Regions from separate parts of the Sus scrofa genome. Here region 2 is linked to region 1. The links are chromatin contacts, called in public Hi-C maps. All regions are on one chromosome and are shown on one strand. Each heading gives the region's core, a stretch centred on a gene start, on an enhancer-like site or on the middle of the called end of the contact. The rest is flanking DNA. Distances are from core to core; before and after follow the strand shown.

Region 1 (6,217 bases), core at 2,220-4,719:
ACCCACTGAGCAAGGCTAGGGGTCAAACCCATAACATCATGGTTCTTGGTCGGATTCGTTAACCACTGAGCTAAGACTGGAACTCCCAGGACCATTTATATTTGGCATATTCTGGAAACTCTAAGAGGTTCTGAAGGCAGAAGCTTAGAGTGTGAAGAAGTGAGTTGCCCGGCTCCCTTCAAAATTCACACAATAAGGGCTCCCCAAACTAGGAAGGGAGTACATACACTGGCGATGTTGTAGCGGGCCTGATAATGATGCCCCGGTTTCTGATGTCACTATCTGAACTAATCATCAGATGTTATGTTTAGTAGAGTATATGATGCATTTAGTTTTAGACACACTGAGTTTGAGGGACCTCTGGGATATCTGAGTGGGGATCCAGGGCACAGATCTGAAAAACAAAGGCTTTAGTTAGCCTTGGGCATTGATTGATTGATTGATTGATTGGAACTTACATCTGGAATTCAACTGCACTGGTTGCAGGACCCTCTGCAGCCCTGGTAAATGGTCCTCGCTCCCAAAGTGTCGGTCACCTCCCCTACCCCCTCGCTTCCTAACCCTTCCTGTCCTAAAGCGTCAGTCCCACTTGGAGTGAACCTCGGGCTCATGTGTAGCTGTCCTGTCTGCTCTGATTGTTTGAGGCCTATATTTAACCCCGGTTCCAGCCCCTCAGTGCTGAACACGTTCCCCATGTCACCACAGCCCGCGTCACCACGTCCCACGTGTCTGCCCCCCCCACACCTCTAGCAGCCTGGATGTCCCCTGCCACTGATCCCTCGTTTTCTCACCTTCCTCTCTGTGCACCTAACTCAGACTTCCTCGCTCTCTGCATGTGCCATGTCTGTGGGTTCCTCTCCCCTGCTCCCAAGAAGCCTTACAGAGAAACGCGACTTTCCTCCTTGAAGGGGACCCCCACCCAACACACACACAGCTAACCACTATTTCATGTCTTATACGGTGATCTCCTAGTCCTTCCTAGAAAGTCTTTTTCAGAGTGGACAGGAATAATAATTTTGGGGTGAATGAGAGTATTAATCTAAATTTATAGACTCTGGGGAGTTCCCGGTGGCTCAATGGTCAGGACTCAGGGCTGCCACCGCTGCCGCCAAGGTTCCATCCCTGGTGTGGGAACTGAGATCCCACATCAAGACATTGCACGCTGTGCCACCCGCCCCCCCCCCAAGAAAAATTAAGGGTACTCTAATTATCTAATTATCATGGGTGTATAGTTGCCAGCAGTTTAATCATCTCCCTAGAATGTCTGTGCAGTATAATCTCAGATTCTCCCCAAACCTCTCTGATCCTGATTTCTATAGCACATTTCATTACATACCAAAAAACCAAAATAAAATAGGAGTAGTCAGAAACAAACAGATGCTGAAATGTTTGCTGATTTTCTGAACGCAGGCTTTTGGCCCTTTCTCCCTCTCTAAGGTAACAGGGTGACCATAATTTTCATTTTCTGCACTGACTTCAATCTTTCAGAAATGCTAGAGCAGAGCTTTTCTTCTCAAGAGTGGTGCATGGTCTTCTGCGGCAAAGCAAAGCTCCTCTTGCGACTTTGGTGGCGGCAGATGAGTGGCCGCCTTGGCTGGGACTAGACATCAGGCCCAGAGCAGGATACATAGTGGTGCCTTCCTGCCTGCAGTCTCTCAGACGCTGGCTCTCCAGGGGCCTTGCCTGGAACTGAGGTCACACTTGCAGTATTTGGTTGACATAGTAAATAATGGGCACTTAGGATCATGGGTGTATCAGCAAACATCTAATTCTTTGGTTTATGGCGGTACCTGGGGCACATGGAAGGTCCCGGGCAGGGCTAGAACCCGAGCCACAACAGTGACAACACCAAATCCTTAGCTGCTTGGCCATCAGGGAACTCCACTCTCTTCTTTTAGATAAGATTCAGGCAGAATATAGACTAGGAAATTTTTCTCACTGACACCTGTCTGTTTTGCCCAGAGGCTGTGCCTGGCATCTGCTCTAGGTCCCTGTGATGGAGGGAGGCAGGGGTGGGTACCTAAGGCTGCAATGTCCGCCCCCAGACGGCCGCCTGAGCACCCAGCTGCATCTCATAACAGTGATGGTCAGAAAATCTGTATTTTGCCAGGTAGTGGGGGAAGGCTGTTTCCTAGCCTCTGAAACTAGGAAATGCTGAACAGAATGAGAGCTCTCAAATCCCTTACTTTTTCTTGGTAGCGTTTTATGAAAAGATTACATATACACACCCACATAAGTCAGGTGAGCTCAAGGTCACTTCGGGGTCAAGAAGGGACTCAGCTCAGTGGCGTTGGGGGCAGTGCTGCTGTTTGATGATGTGTTTCTAGAGCAACTGTCAGGGGCAGAATCCTGAGTTGGCTGCTCCATTGGCCGTTCCCTCCTTACTGGAATTAGAACTGTGTCGAAGGCCAGGCCAACGGTAGCTGTCCCTAACCTGCACTGCATGGTAGACAGTTGGTTGTAACCACCAGATGCCCCCGGGGCATGCAGTCCCAGTGACTGCGTCATTGACTACACTAACGTGCCGGCTGGGAGATTCGTTTGTATGATTGGGAAGCTTGGGCTTCGGTCAGCGCAAGGGGGTAAGTGTGTGGAGGTGGGAAGGGCCCTGGACGTGATGTCTGCAGTGGGGAACTGAGGGGAAGTAGGCAAGCAGGTCGCCCCTAATGACCTCAGAGGCGCCTCCAGCATCTGGCCCCCGTGGCAGCTGTTTTGATGCCACATCGCCCAGCCCTCCATTAATGGCAGGGCCTTCAGAGGGACCTCACAGCCCACCCACCTCCCTGCAGCAGGACAAAGCTGCAGCATTGCCAGGCTGCAGGGAGCGTCACCTAATCCACGCTTGGTGCCCTGCGGCCGGCACCCGTCCTGGGGCTATGCCAAAGCCGAAAAGCCAAAAGCCACTATGGCTTGGGTCCCTCTTGCAAACTGCTCCTCCCTTCTCTGGCTCATGAGCTCCATGTTGGGGCCCAGATGTTCCAGTATCTCTGGAAGCCCCAAGTCTCCTGCTTGGTGCAACTGCTCTCTAGATGCCCCTTCCCACCTGGCTGTTGTGCGTGCACGCCAGTGGATTGGCTGCTTTTCCAGCTGTGTCATCTGGCCGTTGTTGAGGGGCAGCTGGTGACAATCTGGGAATCTATAGAAAGGCTTGGTTTTCAGAGTTCATGAGGGATCTCAACACCTTCCTCTGTCCCATAGTTGGGAACCTTCCAAGTAACAAGAGGGAGAGGAAGTCTCCAGAGTTCTGTGGTGGAATTTGGGAGGGATTTTGCACGGGCTGCTTCATGCTTACAGCATCCCACAGCATTTTATCAAGATAAAAACTATGGGGGGTTGATAAGTCTGTGTGGTACCCTCCCCGGAAGTTAGTAAGTAAGCACGTAAACCCCCAGCAGCCCTAGACATGGACTCCTCTTCCACCTGAGGGCTGAGGGGTCAGCTTTTCGTGCTGGCGCAGCCTCTCCTTGCACACAGGCCGAAGCATCGTGTGTTTCCCACCGAAAAGCTGGGAGCATTGCCGAGGACAGCTCAGTGCAATTTGTTGTCAGAGAACTTCCCGCGTTCAAGTTACTAGAAAATATTTCTCCAAGCAACTCATTCTGAGTCAGAGCTGGCGTCTTATTAGGAAAGAACACATGTTGGAGGGACCTCGTTTTGCTCATACATGAGAGACTGTGTTTTAAACTTCTGGTAGTTAACCTGCCCGGTTTCAGCTCAGCCAGGAAATACTGATTAAATGCCTCTTTGCTCCCACTCCCATTAGGTAGGTCACCTAAGAGACGCTCACAGACTGCATGGGTTTGTAAAACTTAAGATACCCCAGGCTCAGGGCTTTATTCAGAGACACTGCATGTCACCAAAACACCAGGCACTTATCGGGACACCTGTCTTTCAGAATCTGTGAGCCTCCATCTCACTAAGTCCCTTCACTCATGTAGGAGGAGGAGTAGTCCTCCTGTGCCAGGTCTCCCGGCCCTGTCACCCGAGTCTGGCCATGACCTACAGGACAGAGGCTGGTTTCTAGTCCTCCTGGGGAAAAAGAGAACGCTTCATCTCATGGTTGTTTGAACTCTAATTTTAAATCATGCATGTGTCTGTCATTACTTTTCTGATATATTATCAACATTTCTCATTGATATGCTTGTCTGGAATTGTAGGCGACCTCAAAGAAGGTGACATTATTGTCTCACTATCTGGACTACCTCCTGCCAGTGAGGTTTACTGTGTTCTGGGATTGGGGTGAAACAGGATAAAGAAACCTTATTTATATGTTCTGAGGAAGTCTGAATTGCTCTGAAAGGTATCTAAAGCTCTTTCACTTTTTTTTCTCATTAAGTACCTCCTGACATTCCTTTTTCCTCTTTCTTCTTTCTCCGTTTTGCTTCCCTGTTTCCTGTGCTTCTCCTCTTTTCTCCACTTCCTCATCTCTTCTCTTTTGAATAATAGCTAAGACATGCCGCCCAAAGCTCAAGACATACCCATTCCTCAGTTCAGTGAACATCATGATACTAACAAGCACTGTCATTGCTAGTGTTTTACTGTTTGCTGACGTTCTGCTAAAGGCTTTCAATGTGGCATTTAATTACAAGTCAGTAAACTGTATTATTCTTATTATCCGTATTTCACACAGGAGACCATGAAACTTGCCCAGGGTCTCGTAGCTGTAAGTGAATTGCTGCTCAGACCCAGGATCTGACTCTGGGCGTTTAAGCCTCACGCGCACTGAGCCCTCATTCAGGTGGTGGCACCAAGGCACACTTTGAGAAGGCAGTGAAATGGTTAAGAGAATGGCGTTTGGAATTAGACTGGGTTTGAATCTCAGCACTGATTAGCCTTGTAACTCGGCACAAAGCATCTCTCTCTCTGAGCCTCAATTTCCTCACCTATAAAACATGAGAAGTAACAACTTACAGTGTGGCCGTGAGATATTGCTTGTAAAACTTTAAGCCTGGCACATAGCAGAAGTCCAACAAAATTGACTGGTACTGTTTTCCAGGGGTAAAAATAGCATTTATCCCTCTGCTACAACTTCATTTAGTTACAAGCATATTTTGAAGTATCTTTGAAGCGTCCTCTGTAAGCCCTGGGCTTTTACATTAGTGGGTGTATCTAAAGAGTCCTTGAATCCACTCATGTCTTCACTCTGTGGTTCTAGGGTCAGTAAAGGCAGTTAATAGTTCTGGAATGACCTCCTTCAGTCTTTTGCCTGATACCTGCAGCTTCATCAAAACTTTGGATATTGGAGTTCCCATCGCGGCCGAGCAGGTTAAGAACCCAACGTATTGTCCATGAGGATGTGGGTTCAGTCCCTGGCCTCACTCAGTGGGTTAAGGACCTGGTGTTGTCGTGAGCCGTGGTGTAGGTCGCAGACATGGCTCAAATCCCAAGTTGCTGTGGCTGTGGTGTAGGCCGGTGGCTGCAGCTCCAATTCAACCCCTAACCTGGGAACTTCCATATGTCACAGGTGCAGCCTAAAACAAAAACCTTTAGATAAGATGAAAAACTGGAGACAGGATTAAGATGGCAGAGTAGAAGGACTGGAGCTCAACTTCTCTCCTAAAAACAACAAAATTCACAACTAAAGACTGAGCAATCTCCACCCAAATGGACCAGAAACCTTAAAAAAGATACCCTACTCCAGAAGAAAAAGAAGAGGTAGGAGGGGCGATTTTGTGATATAAACAACCCCATACCTCCGGGGTGGGAAGCTCCACAGACTGAAAACTAACTGGTTCACAGAGACTCACCTACAGGAGTGAGAGTTCTGAGCCCCACATCAAACCTTCACGTGCGGGGATCTGGCACTGGGAGAAAGAGCCCCTGGAGCATCTGGCATTGAAGGCCAGTGGGCTTGTGCACAGGAGCTCCACAGGACTAGGGGAAACGGAGACCCCATTCTTAAAAGGCGCACACAGACTTTCACGTGCATTAGGTCCCGGGGCACAGCCAGGTCTCCATAGGAATCTGGGTCAAACCTGACTGCAGTTCTTGGAGGACCTCCTGGGAAAACAGGGGTGAACGTGGCTTGTTGTGAGGGAAGGACATTGAAGGCAAAGTTCTTGGGAATATTCAGCAGCCATGCCTTTCTCTGGAGGTGGCCATTTTGGGAAAATCTGGCCCCACCTGTCAGTCAGCCAGTCAGGCTGAGTAGCCCCAGGGCAAACAACAATCCAGGTGGATCACAGCCCCACCCCTCACTGAACAGTCTACTTAAAGG
Region 2 (6,217 bases), core at 2,709-5,208, 180 kb after region 1:
GAGCGGCCCAAGAAATAGCAACAACAACAACAGACCAAAAAGACAAAAAAAAAAAAAAAAAGAGGGGAGTGAAATCAATCAAATCTTGTTGCCATTGTTTAAAAACCATTGAGAGGAGGGGGGTGAGGAGAGAGAGAGAACATTTTGCAAAAACCACCACCTGCCAGTGTGCAGTGTACACAACTAACCACTCGCCAGTGTGCAGTGTAAAAACTAACCACCTGCCAATGCACAGTATACAAACTAACCACTTGCCAGTGTGCAGTGTACAAACTAAACACCCACCAGTGTGCTTTGTACACAACTAACCACCCACCAAGTGTGCACTGTACAAACTAAACACCTGTCAGTGTGCACTGTACAGTTAACCACCCACCAGTGTGCACTGTACATTACTAACCACTCATCAATGTGCACTGTACACAACTAACCACCTGCAAGTGCATAGTGTACAAACTAACCACTTGCCAGTGCACAGTGCACATAACTAACCACCTGCCAGTGCACAGTGTACAAAAAACCAGCTGGCAGTGCATAACTCCCTCCCCAGTGCAGTGTCCATAACTAACTCCCTCCCCAGTGCACAGTGTACATGACTAACTCCCCCGCCAGTGCCCAGTGCCCATAACTAACTCTCTCCCCAGTGCTCAGTGTGCATAATTAACTCCCCCACCAGTGCACAGTGTCCACAACTAACTCTCCCGCCAGTGCACAGTGTATATAACTAACTCCCCCACCAGTGCACAGTGTCCATAATTAACTCTCTCCCCAGTGCACAGTGTGCATAACTAACTCCCTCCTCAGAGTGTAGTGTGCCTAACTCCCCCGCCAGTGAGCAGTGTCCATAACTAACTCTCTCCCCAGTGTGCAGTGTATATAACTAACTCCCCCACCAGTACAGAGTGTCCATAACCAATTCTCTCACAGTGCACAATGTATATAACTAACTCCTCCACCGGTGCATAGTGTACATAACTAAGTCTATTTTAAGCTGTAACAACCCATCTGCTTCCGGTTTTGACATTCTTCGAATTAATACCATAAAAAAACAGTATTTCTTAATCTTTGACCCTTCTCAGTTTAGAGTAGAAGATTTTATCTTCTAGACATAAGGAATTTTCATGTTCTTAAAAGCAGTATCAGTTACCTTAAAGGTTGAGGATGTTTGCTAATTTAAAACTTTGAATTGGACAGGATTATGGGCAAGAACCTCAATGAGCCTTAATGACTCTTTGTTCCCAAGAAGCTGCTGGATTTTTTGCCCCTGTTACTGAAACTATCACAAGGTCAATTTTCATCACCACAGTTTAACAAATACTTGTTCTGTCCAATAAGCAGCCTGTCAGAATCCACTGAATTTTCTCTATTATCACAAAGTAATCATATTTTATTGCCCTTAGCTTGTACTTTCTAATCTGATTCTTCCACTTAAAAGCAAGTGCAGAAAAGGCACGTAGCCTGGAATAAAGTTATTCATTAAAAAAACTCAAAGACAAAAAAAAAAACACTCTCATTTTCTTCATGCACACATTTCAAGAGGAGAGCTTGGGGAGGAATTTTCTGAGCCATTTTAGCTACAAAGTAAATAGTTAAGGGAGTTCCCTGATGGCTCAGCAAGTTAGGGATCCAGTATTGTCACTGCTGTGGCTCAGGTTCGACCTCTGGCCCACGAACTTCCTCATGCTGCAGGCCTGACCAAAACAAAATTCAAGGTCATTTCTCATCTTTCTCACAGACCACCAGTCAACTCTAAAGATCCTTTGTTTCCCTCCACCTCTTTCCATGACAGAATATCCAAAACCACTTCTCTGAAGAAAGTCTAATGTTCTCTGGACCACCAGCCCACAACATGAATAGCTTTTGGTCTTTACCTGGGTTACTATACAATCCTCTCAATAATGCAAATGTACTTTAAAACAAGATCTCTATTATGGTCAATCCACAATTACCCAAGATTGGAGTCACTCAAGTTAAAAATATTCTTTTTTTGATTCATCTCAGATTCTAAGCTACTCTCAGCTCTTAGTAAACAAGGAGTACACAAGACCTTAAACTCACTCAAGTATTCAGGACCCTGAAAAGAGCAAAAAGACTACTTCTAATTTAATTTTGGTGAGGGAAGCTGATCAATGAGAATGCATTTATATATATTGCTCCCATATTGCTGATAAGTGTTAATGCCAAGTCCTTTAACTGTTTTAGAAGTTGTTGCTGAGGTATCATTGCCTTGTGGAAGCTTCGTAACACTTTCAGTGACAATGTCAAATCTAGGTTTATATTTCTTAACCGAATTGTTTATATCAACTCCAGTTTAATTAGTAAGAAATGGAAAGATCACGAAGCAGAGTTATTTTTTAACTAAAAGGGATCTATATCAATTTTTCCAAAATCAATAGGTATTCTGTCATACAGGAACTACTCTCCTCTCTCTCTTTTAAGAATGGATTTATCCTGGCATTTTCTTACTACCAACATTTTCATTCATTATTTAAAACGTTTACCAATGAATTGTTTGCAGATGCCCTACTCCCTGTGATTGTGTTATTTTCTGTTAATGTATATGAGATCTAGAACCCAACCGGTAGATCCTTTTGAACACCAACTAATCCCGTTTTCCCGGGTTTGAATCCCCAATTTCCAACAGCTACAACTACGTTCAAATACACAAATCTACTCAATAGCTCTGTCCTTGCAAACAATAGCTTGTGGTGGTTGCAGACTCCGCGCGAAACCTCAACCAACGAGCTTTAGGTCCTGGACCCGCAGTCACACCACAGAAGCATATCACAAGCACAGCGCCAGGCTCTGGGAGATTAAAACCCACAAGCAGCCCGGTAGGAACCCCGACTGGGTTAGTCCAAGCGAACCCGAGCCTTACCAACTGGCCAGACCCATGGGGGGTGCACGACACTGGAGCTAGGTGAGCCCCTACAGAGCATTAAGGGTTGCAAGGGACAAGGCTGCAATCTGGTGAGGCAAGGTAATCTCCGCGCACACCTGGGCAATCTGGCGGATGCCGCAGGGAACCGGTCCAGGTAAGAGAGCGGTCCCGCCTCCCGTCCTCGGTGGAGAACTCGGGCAGATGCAGACACAGGCTCCGCCATCCCCACCCCGCAGCCAGCTGCTCACCGGTGCTGCAGCCCTACAAGTCCCAGAGTGATCACGTGCGGCACATCCAGCTGCGTGGGCCACTCTCCTGAGGCAATGCACCCGAACACACCGCACTCCTCTCGGACCCCCAGCTCCTCCAGCTCCATGTCGTCGAAAGCACGTGGAGGGAGCGGCCGCCGCAGGAGGAGTCTAAGCACCAACCAGCTGCTCGCTCGGCCTGGGGCACCAGAGGCTCGCGCGGATGAAGCCCCTTCCTTCCAGGCGGCAGGACCCTCGCTACTGCGGCGGCGCGTGCTCCCCTCTAGTGAGTGTAATTTAGCTCGCCCCGCCCCTGCCCCGCCCCTCACAACCCACCAATGAGCGGAGGCGGAGGGTGGGCTCCGCGGTTAGGGCGGGGCCAGGGCTCCCGTGGGTGGAGCTAGTCCTTTACCTAAGCCCTTAGGGAAGGTAATTTTCCTGCTTGGGAGAATCTCCGTTATTTTCTGGCATCCAAGCTAGGGGTGATGAGGCTAGCTGGGTGGAGGTCGCTTCTCTCCCAGAGAAAGTAAACTTTTTGTGTCCCTCCCCACATGCTTTCCCCTGGGCGTCACTACTTGGTATGCTCCAACCTCTGACCCGCTCTCTCAGCGGAGGAGGGGGCCGGGTGGGCGAGCCGCCGCGGGGTGGGGAGGGGCCGCCGGTGCGCGCCACTTTCCTGTCTTCTGGCTCTGCGCCCGCGCGCAGGGCGGTGCACCCGCCGCGTTGCGGCGCCTGCGCCGCGGGAAGCCTGCGAGAAGCGGTGGCCCCCGGCGTTCAAGTTCCTCTCCGGCTGCAGAGACCCCCGGGAGTCCCGCTCCGTTGTGGTGCTCGGAGTCCGAGAGGGGGCGCCGTGCATCCCGCGGCCCCGCCGGGGGCGTGTCTGGGGCCGTGCCTCCCTTCCCCGCCCTGGGAGCCTCTGATTGCGCTTCTTTTCCAGAGTCCTCCCTCTTGTGCAGTCGCTGCAGCTGCCCCCAGCCCGCTCCGGACAATGGCGACGGCTGAGGGTGAGTAATCAGCGGCCCGGGGAGTTGGGTTTCCTGCTTCCGCGGCCTTCCAGCTCCTCGGCCTCGAGCTCGAGGGCTCGACGCGGACAGGTGCGCTCTTCACTGCCCAGATCACAGCCTCCCGGGCAGTGCCTGGCTTCCCGCACCCGCCCCTCCGGACGAGCGGACACGTGGCCCGGGCGCCGGAGCGGTGCATTGGAAACAAAGCGCTCCCAGCCTCCCAACTTTCTGAAACATCCAGAACTGCCTCTGGCATGGGGAAAAGGAGCAAAGGGTAATTAAAACGAGAAATGGTCAGAGGTTGGAGAGCTGCCTGGAAATCGCGCTTGCAGTCAATAGATATTGCAAAAGAGTTCACGGGAACATGTGGTGTCGACTCTTCAAAGTCTTGCTTTTTCCTGTTACGTTAATAATAACCTGCTATTTCATAAAATTAGTAATTGAACGTTTTGAAAAATTTAAAATTTGCTGTCCAAGTTTTGTGTGTGTGTTTTAGTTTTTTGTACCAATGATGGCCTTGGAGAGTTCCAAAACCACCAGACCAAAAAAGTTTGCTTCTTCACTTTGCATTGACCCTATTACATATTTACATAATACTAATTTTGTTCGCTCATGATTAGGATCCTCAGGAAAGATCCTTTGTGTTATTTTTACTGATAAAACTGCCCTCCTCCCATACTCTATTTCTTTCTCTCTCTCTCTTTTTTTTTTTTTTTTTGCTTTTTAGGGTGGTACCACGCGGCAGGCATATGGAGGTTCCCAAGCTAGAGGTCAAACCTTAGCTGCAGCTGCTAGCCTACAGCACAGCCACAGCAATGTGGGATCCAAGCCATGTTTGCCACTTACACCGCATCTCACCGCAGCTGGGAATCCTTAACCCACTGATCGAGGCCGGGGATCTAACTGCATTTCTCAAATACTGGTTGGGTTCGTTACTGCTGAACCACAATGAGAACTCCCTAATTTGCACTTCCTTGCCCAGAAATGTTTGCTGGCAACCCAAAAGCTGTTAAAATCCAGTCTAAAGAACCTTTCATTCCTATCCTGCCTATCACCCCCTTCCTACCTCTTCAACCTTTACTTTGCTTTTTCTCTCTTGTGAATCCTAAGCGTACATTCCAGTCAGGTTAATTTACCAAAGTCATTACTCCCTCTGGTTCTCTATGCTGTTTTTTCTAGAACAGGTCTGTCTAATTGAAACACAATGTTATAAACTATATGTAACTTTGTTTTCTAGTAGCCACATTTAAAAAAAAAAGAAACAGATGAAATGATTTTAATATATTTTTAACTGCATAATTCCAAACTCATGTCATTTTAACATGTAATGAAAAAAAAATTAAGATTTTTGCAAACTTTTTTTCATATTGAAATCCAATGTGAATTTTGCACTTGACTTACATCTCAGTTTGGAGTAGCCACATTTCAAGTATTTCATAGCCACATGTGGCTAGTGACTGCCTTATTGGACAGCACAGTCCTAGTTGGCCTTACCTCTTTTTGGAAGTTCTGTAGTTTTTTTAATACTCCTAAATTTCAGGTCCGTGAATTCTTCTCAATCTTCATCAATCTCTTCTGAATTCACCTATGAATTTGTAGCAGGTATTTTGTCACCTATGATTCTATCTTACATTATTTATAGCAATTAGTTGAAATTCCTACTCTCTTTAACAACCAAGTAATAAATACCAATTCAACTAAACTGGAGGGCTGGGCGGTAGGTTCAGGGTCCTTTTGCCTTTTATCTAAACTGGGCAACGTCGCAGGCTTTGTTTCACCTGTCCCCTGTATTGAGCCAGTTGTTACTCAGACTTTCACCTTTTCAATATCTTGAGTTGAGTCTCGTCCCATTGTTTTTCCTGCCTGGATTACTGCCCCACATCTTGACTTGTCTTTGTCTCCAGTTTTCTTCCACCCACCCTTTCCTAATTACATTCTCCACACTGCAACATCATGAGCTTTCCAACATAGAAATCTATAGGGAGTTCCCGGTGGGGCGCAGCAGAAACCAATCCAACTAATATCCATGAGTTTGCGGGTTTGATCCCTGGCCTTGCTCAGTGGATCTGGTGTTGCTGTGAGCT

Evidence for each region. A called contact is a pair of places that touch in the nucleus more often than the background predicts.
Region 2: a Hi-C map of embryonic fibroblasts shows a contact between it and region 1, with 6 times the contacts expected there. The contact joins the promoter of PPAT here to the enhancer-like site in region 1. A contact is called at or near these places in 2 of 5 promoter capture datasets (fetal liver and liver) and 6 of 47 Hi-C or Micro-C datasets (embryonic fibroblasts, fibroblasts, mesenchymal stem cells and 1 more).

Annotation. Positions count from the first base shown.
Region 1 is chr8:55,513,167-55,519,383 of Sscrofa11.1, forward strand. The region is part of intron 3 of KIAA1211; the gene reads left to right. Among named protein-coding and RNA genes, the nearest start is that of AASDH, 130 kb to the right of the region's middle. Within about 2 kb of position 3,470, at least 5 of the 83 cell types and tissues checked have an H3K27ac peak or open chromatin away from gene starts, as enhancers often do. A contact at or near this core is called in embryonic fibroblasts, where this site is marked.
Region 2 is chr8:55,697,119-55,703,335 of Sscrofa11.1, forward strand. It overlaps PPAT (amidophosphoribosyltransferase), which reads right to left and starts at 3,959. Exons shown (of 11, transcript XM_003482396.4): 1 at 3,130-3,959. The coding sequence starts at 3,257. It overlaps PAICS (multifunctional protein ADE2), which reads left to right and starts at 3,582. Exons shown (of 10, transcript XM_021101375.1): 1 at 3,582-3,707; 2 at 4,067-4,133. The coding sequence starts at 3,681.